2 separate regions of the Ovis aries genome follow, and region 2 is linked to region 1. A link is a contact called in public Hi-C data. All regions are on one chromosome and are shown on one strand. The core of a region is the stretch at or near the end of the contact, and the rest is flanking DNA. Distances in the headings are between cores, read along the strand shown. Region 1 has its middle 270 kb from the start of ZMIZ1. Region 2 has its middle 53 kb from the start of ZMIZ1.

The links. Hi-C and Micro-C count contacts between places; a contact is called where the count stands out from the background.
Region 2: a contact with region 1 is called in a Hi-C map of hypothalamus, with 4 times the contacts expected there. The contact joins two enhancer-like sites. A contact is called at or near these places in 2 of 16 Hi-C or Micro-C datasets (hypothalamus and skin fibroblasts).

What each region holds. Positions count from the first base shown.
Region 1 is chr25:33,673,938-33,680,563 of ARS-UI_Ramb_v3.0, reverse strand. No RefSeq gene overlaps it. Among named protein-coding and RNA genes, the nearest start is that of ZMIZ1, 270 kb to the left of the region's middle. Within about 2 kb of position 3,348, at least 25 of the 54 cell types and tissues checked have an H3K27ac peak or open chromatin away from gene starts, as enhancers often do. A contact at or near this core is called in hypothalamus, where this site is marked.
Region 2 is chr25:33,886,390-33,893,015 of ARS-UI_Ramb_v3.0, reverse strand. No RefSeq gene overlaps it. Among named protein-coding and RNA genes, the nearest start is that of ZMIZ1, 53 kb to the left of the region's middle. Within about 2 kb of position 2,380, at least 26 of the 54 cell types and tissues checked have an H3K27ac peak or open chromatin away from gene starts, as enhancers often do. A contact at or near this core is called in hypothalamus, where this site is marked.

The sequences.
Region 1 (6,626 bases), core at 2,099-4,598:
CGATTCTCCAGGCAAGAGTACTGGAGTGAGTTGCCATGCCCTCCTCCAGGGGATATTCCTGACCCAGGGATCGAACCAGCATCGCTTATGTCTCCTGCATTGGCAGGCAGGTTCTTTACCACTAGTGCCATGCAGGAAGGAAATCCTTTCTACTGTTTCAGGGTTGAAAATGATGGGGCCACATGCTCTGACTGGATGGGTAAGGCAAGAGAATAGCCCCCCATGCTGCCCTGCTGGCAACCTGCTCGTGGTATGGAGCACACAGACTTGAGGGGCCTCTGGGATTCAAGAAAAGGCTCTCTCCATTTACATGTCCTCCTGGCTCTGGAGGGAATGTTCTGGTGTGTCTGGGCCTAGTCCTGCTTACTTGCTTCCTGGGGCTTTCTTTTGCGGAGACACGAGCATCCTGCTCCCCACCCCCATCGGTTTGATGGAACGTGGAGGGGAGAACAGCCCAGGCTAAGGCGATGTCTTGGATTATTTTGCAAAGCCTTTGGGTTCGCCAGAGCCCCACATGCATCTTGTCCCCAGCACCCTCTCCCCGGATGTGTGAGCCCATATGTTCCCGGGCAAATGTGCTCCGTCTGCTCGGGCTGCATTGGCAATTAGCTCATCAGGATGCTGTTCTCTAATAGCCCTTTGATGTCCAACGAGCCTCCTAAGCCTGTGTGTTTCCTTTCCTTTGAAGCAGGACATGGTGTTTTGCCAGAAGTCAATGAAACGCCCTAGTAGAACAGAACGGTTTAATTCCCTCCTCAGATACAGGGCTGAGGAAGTTCAAATAGGCTTCTGCCTATGTCTGCTCCCCACATCAGCCTGTCAGATGCCCATCTTGGAGGCCTGGTGGAGGCCCTCGGAGGCTGGACCTTCCAAGGAGGCTCTGACCACCTCTAATGGGTAGCAGCCCAAACCGCCTGGCAGCGTTGGCCTGCCCTTGAGCCCTTCCCTGACTGCATTTGGACTGGCCATGACCCTGACTCCTCAGCTGGCCCTCACCTTGGTTGTCTGTTTCCTCTGACTTGGACCTGGCCCGGCCTGGGCTCCCCTCTTGGGCTCTGGTGCCCTCTCTACCTCAGTTGGGCTACTTTTGGCTTCCGAACTCCTGTCTCAGCCCTGACAGCTTATGGTGACCCCATCCAGTAAATGTCTAAGGGAACATCCTCCCAAGGCTGGCTGGGCTTCAGAGTCAGGCCTGACCCTGAGTGGTCTTCCCGTGCTGGTTCTCACATGAGCGTGAGCACCGCATCTCACCTGCTAAGTTCATCTGCATTGTGGGAATTTCAGAGTCCTGCAGACGTCCCTTCCTTGGTGTTTTGGGAGTTGCTAAGGATGTGGTTCCTTTCTGCGGTTTTTGATACAGCCATCATTGCTGCTCACTAGGCCTGCTAATCCAGCTGACACTGGGGACTTCCAGCCAGACCAGAGCCTGCTGAGCTGGGCCAGACCAGTTCTCCCGGCAGAGCACTGCTTCCTTGGAGCTGGACATGCCCAAGCCTGATGCTGGTAGCTGTCCCAGGACCACTAGAAGAGATCCCAGTTGTTCTGCTGCCTGGCTCAGAGTTGGGAGGTGTGGACACAGACCCTTGCATGTTCCTTATAAAGTTAGTTGGAGCATATTCCTTGCTTTGGAGTCATATTGACTTAGGGATGGAGAGTTCCATGCAGGGTTATTTGAATTCCAGTGAGTTATTTACTCATTGATTCATTCACTCATCAAAACTTGGTTAAGCTCCTGTTAGGCGTCTCACCCCATCTGCCCTCATGGAACTTATACTCTAGTGGTGGGTACACTCCATTACACAGATAAATAGGAAGTATTTATTGCTGGACAGGAGACAGCAAAGCTAGGATGCAAATATGACAGGGAGTGACTGGAAGCCAGTGTAGGTGGTATGGTCAAGGACTTCTTTGAGGAAGTGACATTGAAGCTGAGACTCAGACGATGAACAAGGATAAGCCGTGCAAAGCTCTAGAGGGACAGCATTTCCAGAGGAGACAGCTGCAGTGCAGAGGCTGGGGCTGAAGGTAAGACTGGTGGGTTCAGGATGAGAATAGGGCTGATGTGGCTGAAACCTGGTGAGTGCAAGGGGCAAGCAAGGTGGGAGATGGTGGGAGAGCTTGGGGGTGCTGATCACAGACGGTCTCATGAATCAAGATAAGAGGTCAGATTTTATTCCAGTGGGAAGGAAAATCCTGGGAGGGCTCCGTGACCAGAGAGATGGGGTTAGATACAACCAGGGCATTATTAGTTTACTTCTTGAAGCCTCAGTTTTCTCATTTGTGAAATGAACACAGTAATAGCTCCTCTGCAGCCTGGAATAACGTGTGAGAAGACAATAGAACTATACAACTGCATCATGAATTGTGTGCTGAGGTGAATTTTAACAGCTGAGGGTAGCTCTTCCTTTTCAGTCTCCAGGAAATTTCAAAGTAAAAACAATATAGGTTGCCCAGTGGTAGGAATCACCCAGCTCAATAGGGGAGACCATTTCTAGCCCTGAATTTAGAAAGGTTTTTATCCCTTGGATGCCCTGTTCCTTATTTTCCACGTCATTCCTACGTTCCTGAGACATCTTGACTGTCTTTAGCCACTGGCTGGTTTAGGATCCCTGGCTTAGCTGTAAACTGAAGATTTACCTATAGATTTGGAATTCGTGCCAGTGAGCTACAGCCCTCAGCTTTATCTCCCACAGCCCGAGCCCTGGTCAGAAACTGGCAAGAGGGGCTGCTAATAACCCAGAGGGTCTTCACTGATCCTGTCTCCAGGCACGGGTGTTTACTTCCCGCAAATTTCCTCACTTGAAACCCACTACTAACGAATAATCTCTGTGTGTTGTTGGCGCAGATGGAGCAACTGATGATGGTTCAGAGTCGCTGTTGGGCAGTAGCCTGACTCCTTCCATGGTTTGCCCTTTATGAGCCATGTGATTGGGGAAAATCTCACTCACCTCCTAGAATACGGTCTCCCAGCTGGTCACAAGGGATCAGGATCTCTTTCAGGAGGGCTGTGGTGAAATTAAAGTGAAAGCTCCATCAGGCCTGGCCATGGAAGGGCTCCTCACCCTGTTCTGTTTATTCACAAACGTAGCTGCAGTTGCGGAGCCGCAGCCAAATTATGAATCAGTGATGCACAGCCTTGTTCCCAGGATAGTCAATTGTTGAGTGAGTCTAGATCTTGCCTGGGCAGGTGGCATTTGAGCACCCTGGCAAATGACTTGAAAACATGAATGGAATGGCTTTAAGGCCACTCTAGCCTGCTTTCCCAGATTCTCCCAGCAGAAGCAGGCGTGGCGGAAGAGAGGACTCCCTGTATCTGTGGCTGAAAACTGGGCAGGGAGCCCAGGGGGCAGGCACGTGGTTGACTCTTCTCCAGGCCGTTCACAGCCCAGGGCACAGGGCCCAGCACAAATAGATGCTCAAGGGAGCTGAACATTCAAACATGAGTCCGCTTATGACTAGACTCCAACAGTTTGTAGCAAGGTGTGGCTGGGTCCTTAGAAATAAACAAAACGAATGTGCGGATAACTGACTATCACTTCACTCACGCCTTTCACTTAGTCCTGTTCTACTGAGCCCATCCACTGCTTAGACACTGCCTGCTCCCCTAACCCTCTCACAGGCACTCACGCACACTCTTGCACCCCTCACTCACGCACACCCTGAACACGTACGCAGAGAGCAGCACTGCAGAGTGGCTTAGGAGCCCCACTGGGGCAACTGGAGCTTGATCTTGACTCTAGCATGCCGTTCCTGTGGGACCTTGGGCAAGTAACTTAACCACTTTAAGGCCCATCTGCAAAACGGAGGGAAAAATACCCTGCATAACTACTGTTGAGAAGAAAGGCATCTAAGCAGTCACATGGCACCTGGCAGGCAGGAAGTCTCGCTAAACACTGGCTCTGCAAACTGGAGTGTCCCCACGTGCACTTACACACCAGCACTCAAGGAAAAGGGCATAGAAACACACAAGTAAGAATCAGGGCTTTCGCCCTCTGTGAGCCACTGGGCCAGGGGACAAGAGGGTCTGGAACTGGTTGTGGCAGGATGGTGCTGTGCTGGGCCTTGCTCTTATTTGGGTTGGGGCGTGGCCTGCTGGGTCCATGCTGGGCAGAGAGCAGCAGAAGTCTGTGTCTGGAAAGAAATGGACAGAGCCAACAAGGGCCCCTCATCCTCAGAAAGTGACTGTGGCCCCTCATCCCCAGTCAGAAAGCTGTGGAATAAAAGCCGGCTAGCTTTTGTCTCTATCAAGCGGTCTTTTATTTGGAGAGATAACAAAGGACAATTAATATAGCAATTGGGAGCAACCTTTGATGCTCTGGTAATTTCTCTGCTTTATAATTATTGAACAACCAGGGTTTTCCAGGCTCCCCATTAAGTCACATTGGAACCAGAAACAGACAGAAAGTGGACAGTGCAACTAGAGGCCTTGCTGACCCAAGGAAGGACAGCAATCTGTGATACCCCAGGCAAATGCCTGAGGTGGGCGTGGTGCCTTAAAGAAGGGTCCAGCTTGGAAAAGGAGCTTCCCACCTGGGTGGCAGCTAGCTAGCCTGGGAGGAGAGCAGATGCTGTTGCTGATGGAAGGTCTGAGGGGAGCATCTGGCCTCTGATGCTGGCACACACCTCTGAGAAGCAGGCTCTTGGCATGCCTGCTCACCCAGCCTGGCACACCTGAGATCAGAAGCCAGCCCTGCTCCATCCGGGGGAATTGGCATTAGTGGAGGCTGGTCCTCTTAACTCACTGAGCGTCACCTCTGCATTCATGCAAGCAGCAGCCTATTGCATCTCTGAGCTTCCTCCAAGGGCAACACACTTGATGATTTGGGTTTAAGTAGCATCAGGGAGAGAAGGCCAGTTTCCTGCCTGGAGCACCCATTGTGATGGGCCTTCGCCAGCTTTTCTATATCAGGACAGCTCTTCAGACTGTTCACAGCTAGGAGCACCTGCTCTGGCTTTAGTACCCCACTTTAAAAGCTTCTCAAAAGTCTTCTCTTCCTCCTCCATCCTTAACACAGCCTCTATTTATTCAGCCCCTACGAGGTGCCAGGCTAGGCACACTGCCCACATTATCTTATGAGATCCCCACAACAACTCTTACGGAGGACTTGCTATGGTGTCTGCCTAATGGAGAAGAGACTAGTATTCCCCAAGGTGACGTCACTTACCTACGGCCGTGTTGCTCACGCGTTGCACAAACAGGTAGACCTATGTCTATCCAACTGCCAAGCCATAGTCCCAAGCACTGGGCCACATGGCCTCCTCCTGATTGTTGCAAAATGGGTGGGACCCAAGTTGGTAGCACAGACTGCGGTCAGCTCACATGGGAGGAAGGGTGTTCGGAATTCTGACCCATCGCTTCTCCGCCTTTTGGCAAAGAGCAAGTGTGGAATTCTGGCCCAGCCATACTTGCCACCTGTCACCATGCCATATCGGGGTACTGGACAGCTCTGCATCAGGGAGAAACTTTTAACAATGCCTGTGTCTTTGTATCACCTGTTCACACTCAGAGTCCTGAGTGGGAGCATCCTGCTGGCCAATTCTAAACCCCATTCTCCTGTCCTGGAAGCTGGGAAAAGAAATCTCCACTTCCTGGACAACATGTGGGGTGTTGAAACTCCGCACCCCACATTCTTTGGGATTCTCTCAAAGAGAAATAATGTTTGAATGCTGGGAAGCACAAGCAAAAAGTCAGGTGTCTAGTTCAGAATTGTGAAGAAACATCTTCCCCACTCCCACCTTCTAACACATGGGAAACGTGCTCAGATTGATTTGGGATGTTTGTAGTCTTCTAGGGGGAATGGAAGCACACGCTGCATAGCCTCCACCGGAGATCCCATCTTGCTACTTTCCTTTATGGATGGAGACGTTGGAGCTCAGAGAGTTTTGTACACCTTCAGAAAGTCAAACAGCTTCTTAGTGGCGTTATTTTATAATAAAAATTCCGTTCATGTATACCAGCTTGGGGTGGCTGGTCTGAATCAGTGAATATTGGGTGAAATGTCTTTCCCTTCTTCCTCCATCCCTTTCTTTCTCAGTTCAGTTCAGTTCAGTTGCTCAGTTGTGTCCGACTCTTTGCGACCCCATGAACCACAGCACGCCAGGCCTCCCGGTCCATAACCAAATGCTGGAGTCTACTCAAACCCATGTCCATTAAGTCGGTGATGCCATCCAGCCACCTCATCCTCTGTCATCCCCTTCTCCTCCTGCCTTCAATCTTTCCCAGCATCAGGGTCTTTTCCAAGGAGTCAGTTCGTCGCATCAGGTGGTCAGAGTATTGGAGTTTCAGCTTCAACATCAGTCCTTCCAATGAACACCCAGAACTGATCTCCTTTAGAATGGACTGGTTGGATCTCCTTGCAGTCCAAGGGACTCTCAAGAGTCTTCTCCAACACCACAGTTCAAAAGCACCAGTTCTTCAGTGCTCAGCTTTCTTTATAGTCCAACTCTCACATCCATACATGACTACTGGAAAAACCATAGCCTTGACTAGACAGACCTTTGTTGACAAAGTAATGTCTCTGCTTTTGAATATGCTGTCTAGGTTGGTCATAACTTTCCTTCCAAGGCATAAGCATCTTTTAATTTCATGGCTGCAGTCACCATCTGCAGTGATTTTGGAGCCCCAA
Region 2 (6,626 bases), core at 1,131-3,630, 210 kb before region 1:
GCTCTCCTACACACAGGCGCACAACTTCGCGTCTTTCCAAAGGAAAGGAGGGAGACCGAGATGATCCTACCCCGGTCCTTCTCTCCCTCTCTTCCCGAATCCTGGTCCTGCCCGGCCCCCGGGTGTACGGAACCAGGGTTGCAGGCGCGCCGGCAGGAGGCGGGCACCAGGTCCGCGCGCGCACAACTGCACTCACGCCCCGCACACCCGAAGAGCCCCGAACCCCGCGCGCAGACCAAGCCGGCTCCGCGCAGCCGGGCATTCCTCGGTCGCCTGGGCCTCGGCCCCGGGTCGCCAAGAAGAGCGCAGCGGAGCTCGGCCGCCGGGCACTCGCCCGGCTCGCCAGGTCCCGGCGGACCCTAAAAGGGAAAAAGCTCCAGCACCCGGCGCTCCACGATCGCACCCCAGGAGTACACGGAGAGCAGGAGGAAGGCCTGGGGCCAGCGGACGCCAGGGTCTGGCCCCAAACTTACCCGGTGCTGCGAGCGCCGCTGCTACCGCTGGAGGACGCGCCGCTGCCACAGCCACCGCTGCCCGGCAGGGCCGGCTCCGGCCGGGAGGAGCTGCGAGGGCGCCGAGATGGGCTCCGCGCCGGCTTCTGCTCCGCGCCGACCGGGGCTGGGGTCACCGCGCTGCGCCGGCGCTGCTCGCTTGCTCTGCCGCCCGGTCGCTGCCCGCCGCCTGGCCGATCGCTCTCCCGGGCGCCCGCCGCAGCTCGCTTTTTTAATGTCCACAGACAGTGAAAAGGAACTCGGCGTTAGGGGGTGAGTAAGTGAATCAACTCGCCCGGAGCCGAGCAAGTTGAAGTGTCAGATTACATTGGCTATTCTATTTCCAAAGGGCCCCGCGCCGCCGGCCGGCCGCAAAAGCCGGTGCGGAACTCGGGGAGGAGGGAGGAGCGGAGCGCAGCGCCACCACCGCCGCCGCCGCCGCCGCCGCCGCCAGCGCTCAGCTCGGCTTCCCTAGCGCTCTCTGCGGTCTCGCCTTTCTCGCGGTCTCTTTTCTTTTTTCTCTCCCTTTTCTTTCCCCTTTTCTTTTTCTCCCTTTTTTCCGAGCGTCTCGGTCTGGGCGCTCTCCAGGCTTTTTCCCCTCTAGGGCTCCGATAGGCTTCGTGCGTCACCCACTCCCCTACTCCCACTCACCTCCTTCTCTCTCTTCCCTCCACTGCTCTCTGGAAGCTCCCACCCACCCCCTCCCTAACTGCGACCTCACCCCCAGCTGCCCCAGCAAGTTTGGAGCAGGAGAGAAATGCTGAACCTAAGATGTGTTCATACTGGGAAGGAGGCTGAAATCACCAGTCTCAGCGTAGTGTCCCCCGCTCTGCTCTCACGCCCCCGACAGGAGTGCGCTCGGGGCTGCGAAAGCTGTCAGGTACCAGTACTAGGGCTGAGCGAGTTGCTAAAGAGATTGCCAAAGCCTTCTCTTGGAGAAGGCTTTGGGGTTGCTCCTAGAGCCCGGGGGCTGGCGGGTGGGGGGAGCAGAGGACGCCAGCCCCCTCCCACCAAAGGCAATGTTGGAGGAGGCTGGAGCGCCGGGTAGAAGCGGTGCGCAAGGTCTGTCCCCGCACTCTCTGCGGTCCAAAAGCGCTTGGATTCCCCAAGGCCCCGCGGGGAACATCCCAGGCCTAAAGTGCGCGGGCGGTGGGCGGCGGGGGCTGGGAGCGGGCGGGCGAGAAGGGAGCGGTGGCGCAGGATTCCGGCTTAGGGCTGTGCACTGTCCCAGGAGTCGGGGAGAATGATGGCACTCACAAGGTGTAGTTGGATACAGCCGCTCGCGGGGTTCCCCAGGCAGACCCACCCTTGAGAGCATCTAAGTGTGCACCCACTTCAGCTCACATCCGCTGCCCCTCACACGGAAACTCCTACCCAAACGGCACACGTTTGCACCCACACTGAGTATTACTAACACGCTTCCACACGCACACGCACCCACACACACGTACATTTGCGCTCACAAATATGCCAGTGTACATGGCAAGCGCGCACACACCACTGTACAAACCCACATACACTCAAAAAACAAAACATCCCCTGTGCACTAAATCCTCACATTCAGGTACACATGCAAACACATCCTTCCACGTCCTCTTCCATAACCCTTCCCCTCAGCCCCCCTACTCATGATCTGCGGTACCCTCAGTCCCAAATCATAATCAGCGCCCGCACAGCCCGGGTTGGACACAAACACGCGCGCACGCGCGCACTCCCCTCCCCGCGCCAGCTGGGGAGGCTTCGGCCCGGCGCCGGCTTCGGATTCCAGGTGTAGTGGCGGTTCCGCGCTCCGCGTTTTCCAATCCGCCGCGGTGTTGGAGGCGAGGCGAGGAAGGGAGCTGGAATAACAAAGGCAAGTTGGGGAGAGCGCAAGGGGGCGCAGCCCCGGCCGGGCCGCGGGGGGAGCCTTGCTCTGCCGGGGCTTTAGAGGCTGCTGGGTCTCGGGCGCCAGGAGTCGGAGCCCGGGAGCCGGGATGGGGGTCGAGGGGCGGGGCCTCTGCGTGACGTCAGAGAACAATGACACCGCCGCTGGGGGCGGGGTGGGGTGGAGGCGGGCACCCGGAGAGAGCAGAGGCGGGGGTCTCCCCGGGGGCCTGAGACTAGCGGAAGACGTACTGGCTCGGCTGGGGCCGTTGCCTGATTGACGAGGCCCGCTTGGGAGAGCGGACGTGCCACGCAGATTCGAGGATGGCCCCAGGCCTCCTGAGCAGGGATCAGCGCGGACCCTGGGCCAACGAGGGAGCAGGCCGGAGTACCATCCCCCTCAACCCTCTTTTTAGAACATCCTTCAGAGGGCTTCTCTGACCTCGGCTTGAACTCCTTCAGGGCCGGCGAGATCATTCCTTCCACCACCGGAGGGAGAAGAGGCAAAATGAATTTGCCAGCCCTGAATTCATTCTCAAGGCTACGCTATTCTGACAGCCAGCAAACTCAGCCTGGATTCCTGAGAGCTCAGAGGACTGCAGCTCAGGTCCACAGGGCTGGGGGTGGGAGGAGAAGGGAGAATGCCAGGAGCCTGCTTGATCTTCCCATGGGAAATTCTGCCTCCCTATAGGAGCCATTAGGTACCCCTTTCTGGGCCTTAGCCTTTCCGCTTGTCACATGGGCTGTTATCAGGCAGCTACTTTGCTTCTCCTCTCACACAGGTGTCAGCTGAGCAGCTCTGGTGATGGTGGATAGTCTGAAAACCTTTGAGACCTCTAGGGACACCAGCGAGGACTGTCCCAGCACATTCCTGTGGGAGGGCACCCCAACCCCTCCTCATTAAGGTGGCCTGGGTTCCTTAAGTTGGGAAATGGGAGTAAGCTGAGAAACCCTTGAAGGCCTGACCCAGTGCTGAAAGGTGCTGAAAAGGTGATTCACTTGATGAAAGGTGGCTGGGGCAACAGCTGCCTTCCTTCCACCACCCCTCCACCCTGCCCCCCAAAATCCATAGCATTGCAGCAGTCAGAAAGCCATCCCTACCCCAGGTCCAAAACCTTAGGACAGAGTTTCTGGGTGTTTAAGAACCTGAAGGGCAAGAATCAAGCCCCAGCTAAGAACTAGGCCAGTTCCTATTGCTTTGATGACCACCTCGGTCAGGATGTTCAGTCAGTTCTCTAAATATTTTGTCCAAATCTCTTAGCGAGTGACAAAGTATAGCTACTTCTAAAAAGTGGGGGATGCAGGTGACATGAGGGGTGACCACTCATGTTCAAAAGCCCTATCCAGAAGAACTCCCCCTTCCACCTCCCTTGCCAGTTCCTTTTGCATCTGGAAACTAGGGAGTGACTGAAGAGGACAGAGGAGCCAAGCCCAGCACACAAAGTGGGCCCAGCTCTCTATAGCATGGAGCCAGGGGTAATCTCAGCTCTTCCCCGCTGGGCAAGCATGGCATTTGATGGCAGCAACTCTAAGAAATCTCACCTCAGCCTTGAGTCTACCCTAGCCTCTTGAGGACCCTGGGCTCCAGTTCTTGAGACTCAGACACTTGCTGTCCCTATTCCAATTTTGAGAAATAATAAGGCATGTTGGATCCATATGGGCCCTTGGAAGATGCTGTGCCTTAGTATGTGTCTACTGTGTGCTGGGTAGCATGCTGAGGGCCTCTGAGGCATGCGTTCATTGAATTCTCACATTGCCTTGAGTTAGGTGCTGTTAAACTGCACTGTGAGGGACTTGTCCAAAGGCAGGATGAGCTGAACTCAGGTCCTCATTAACAAAGTTTCCTGCTGGTCTCTCAGCCCCAGCTCTACATCCTCCTCCCTAGTCTCTCTGTGTGACCCTGGGACAAGTAGCTAGCCCTCTCTGGGCCTCTGTAAACCAAGAGCAGGGTTTCCTGATGGTAATCAGGCCTCTTTGGGGACTGTGTGTTCTGAACCCCCACCTTCATGGCCTTGGCCTCTGTGGGCCTGGAGGCCTGGGGTGAGCAGAGAAGATGGTACTTTCACTTCCCAGCCACTGGGAGCTGGAAGATGGATTCCACTCAGCCCGTGCAGGCCCATAAATCACCTGGCTTCACAGGCAGCTTCAGTGGCCAGCAGGACCGCGCAGGCTGCAGGAGGCTGGCCTATGGGCGCCAGCGTGGGGCCCAGCCCACACCCACCTTCAGAACAGACTTCAGTGCTATTAATTTCCTCACCCTCCACCCTCCAGGGATCCCCCAGCAGGAAAAGAAGGTCATTGCTTAGGCCTGGGTAAGGGGAGCCTGGGGCCCAGAGGAAGGCAGTGGCTTAAGGGCTTATGTAGGGTGTCCTGACTATGGTGCCCTCGAACAGGGGGCCCTCCATGGGCTGGGGGTGGGCAGGGGCCTGGCGCCAGTGGGGATGAATTCCTGCCTATCCAGGATTGCCTCCTCTGTCTCCACTCCTCACACCCCCATCTAGAAGGGAGCCAGAGGGCTGAAGGCGCTGGAGGAAAGTCACAGTTATTGAGTGCTTGCTGTACACGGAACACTTGGGAAATAGTCTCTCGTTACATCCTCTCCACAAGCCAGAAGGTGTAATTTGCCTCTCAAGAAAGAGACTCAGAGAGATTTAAGTGACCCGCTCAGGACCTCACAGCTACTCAGTGGGTGAGGTCTGGGCTGGGCCTTCTGGGTTGAGAATGGAGACTTGTCTTCATCTCCTCACCAGCCCCAGGCTCTGGTGCAGACAGGTTGACCTGCCGGGTGCTTCGAGGTAAAGACTTGTTTACCAGGCCGTCGTGGGGCCCTGTGGGGGTGGTGGAGTACTGGGGAGGACCTTTGGTCTTCACACCTTGGTTGGATCCAGGAGGCATCTGGACCCTGCCCAGCTCTGTGCCTCTAAGGGTGGGTGGCGGTCAGGTCTGGCAGAGCGCAGACATGCACAGAAGACTCCTCTGGCCTGCCTCCTTTCTGTTTTCCAATCAGATGCCCGCTCCATTCTCTGAGGCCCTGCCTTCCCAGCCTCCAGACCCTTCCACAAGGCTTGTTATCTTCTCAGTTGCCGTCACGGCATTCTGCCCCGTGGTTCCAGTTCCTCCACCATCCACTTCTTCCCATCGGGGGCCTCAGCGAATAAGCTGAGAGCCTCCCTCAGGAGCTGGGACATCCAGCTCAGCCCAACCCACGCACCCAACCTGCTGCCCAACTTAGTTGGTGGCTTGAGCACGTCACAGACTCCGTGCCTCTGTTTCCCCATCTGCGTGGCACACGGCGAACGTTCAGTGGTACTTTTGCCTTGGAGCGTCCTGCAACTCTGTAGGTCTGAGCCTTCCACTTTAGGGTTTGGGGTGGGGAGCGGGTGGCTGCCTTGGGGAGTGTGCTCAGTAGCCCCCTTTTGGCCCGGTGGGGACAGGAAAATTTCTGTATGTGGAGGGAGCTGTCCAGGACTGTGAATAGGTAACAGCCTTCACGCCTCTTTTCACGGGTTACCTCTCAGCCTTGCAGCGGCCCTTCTATGGGTGACTAAACTGAGCCTCAGATGGAGGCAGTGGTTTTCCCATAGCCACATGGCTGGAAAGTGTCAGAGCTGGGACAGGAACCAGGTCTCCTAATTCTTCACTTGTTCTGGTGCTCCCAGAGTGGGTGATGGAGGAGCTCATGCGTCCTGCACTGTGTGGGAACTCTGGGACAAGCGACCGGAGGAAGGTCGAACCCCCTACCTCCTTCCTGACAGCTCCAGTACCCTGAGGGGGCCTCCTTTCTGGCACTGGAGGGGGTGGGAAAAGATCTCAGAGCCTCAACATCTGCCCTGCTCACCTGGCTAGCAAGTTGCCTGGCCTCTCATACCCCTTGCTCTGACCCTGTCTTATAGCCATGCTGGGTGGCTCCCAGAATTGTCTGTATTATGCGCATACTCTCCTTCTCCTGCTCTGCCTGCCTCCTGGGACACACCCCTCCCAGCCTTTCAGGCTACATCTATAGCCACCTGCTGGGAAGCTTCTTCAGATAACTCTGGCAGATCTGCTATGTAGCTGGTCTTACCCCTGTATGCTTCTGTGCCCATAGCATTGTCATCATTATAGAAATGACTTGGTAAGTTGTTACTAGGTGTCAGGCACTGTGTATAAACTCCTCTAGTCCTCACGTGAACTGATTATTAGTATTCATGTTTCCATTCTACAGACGAGGAGACAGGCACAGCGTTTCATTTGCCTGGTGTGACACTTCACTAGTCAGGGAGGTTATCTGGT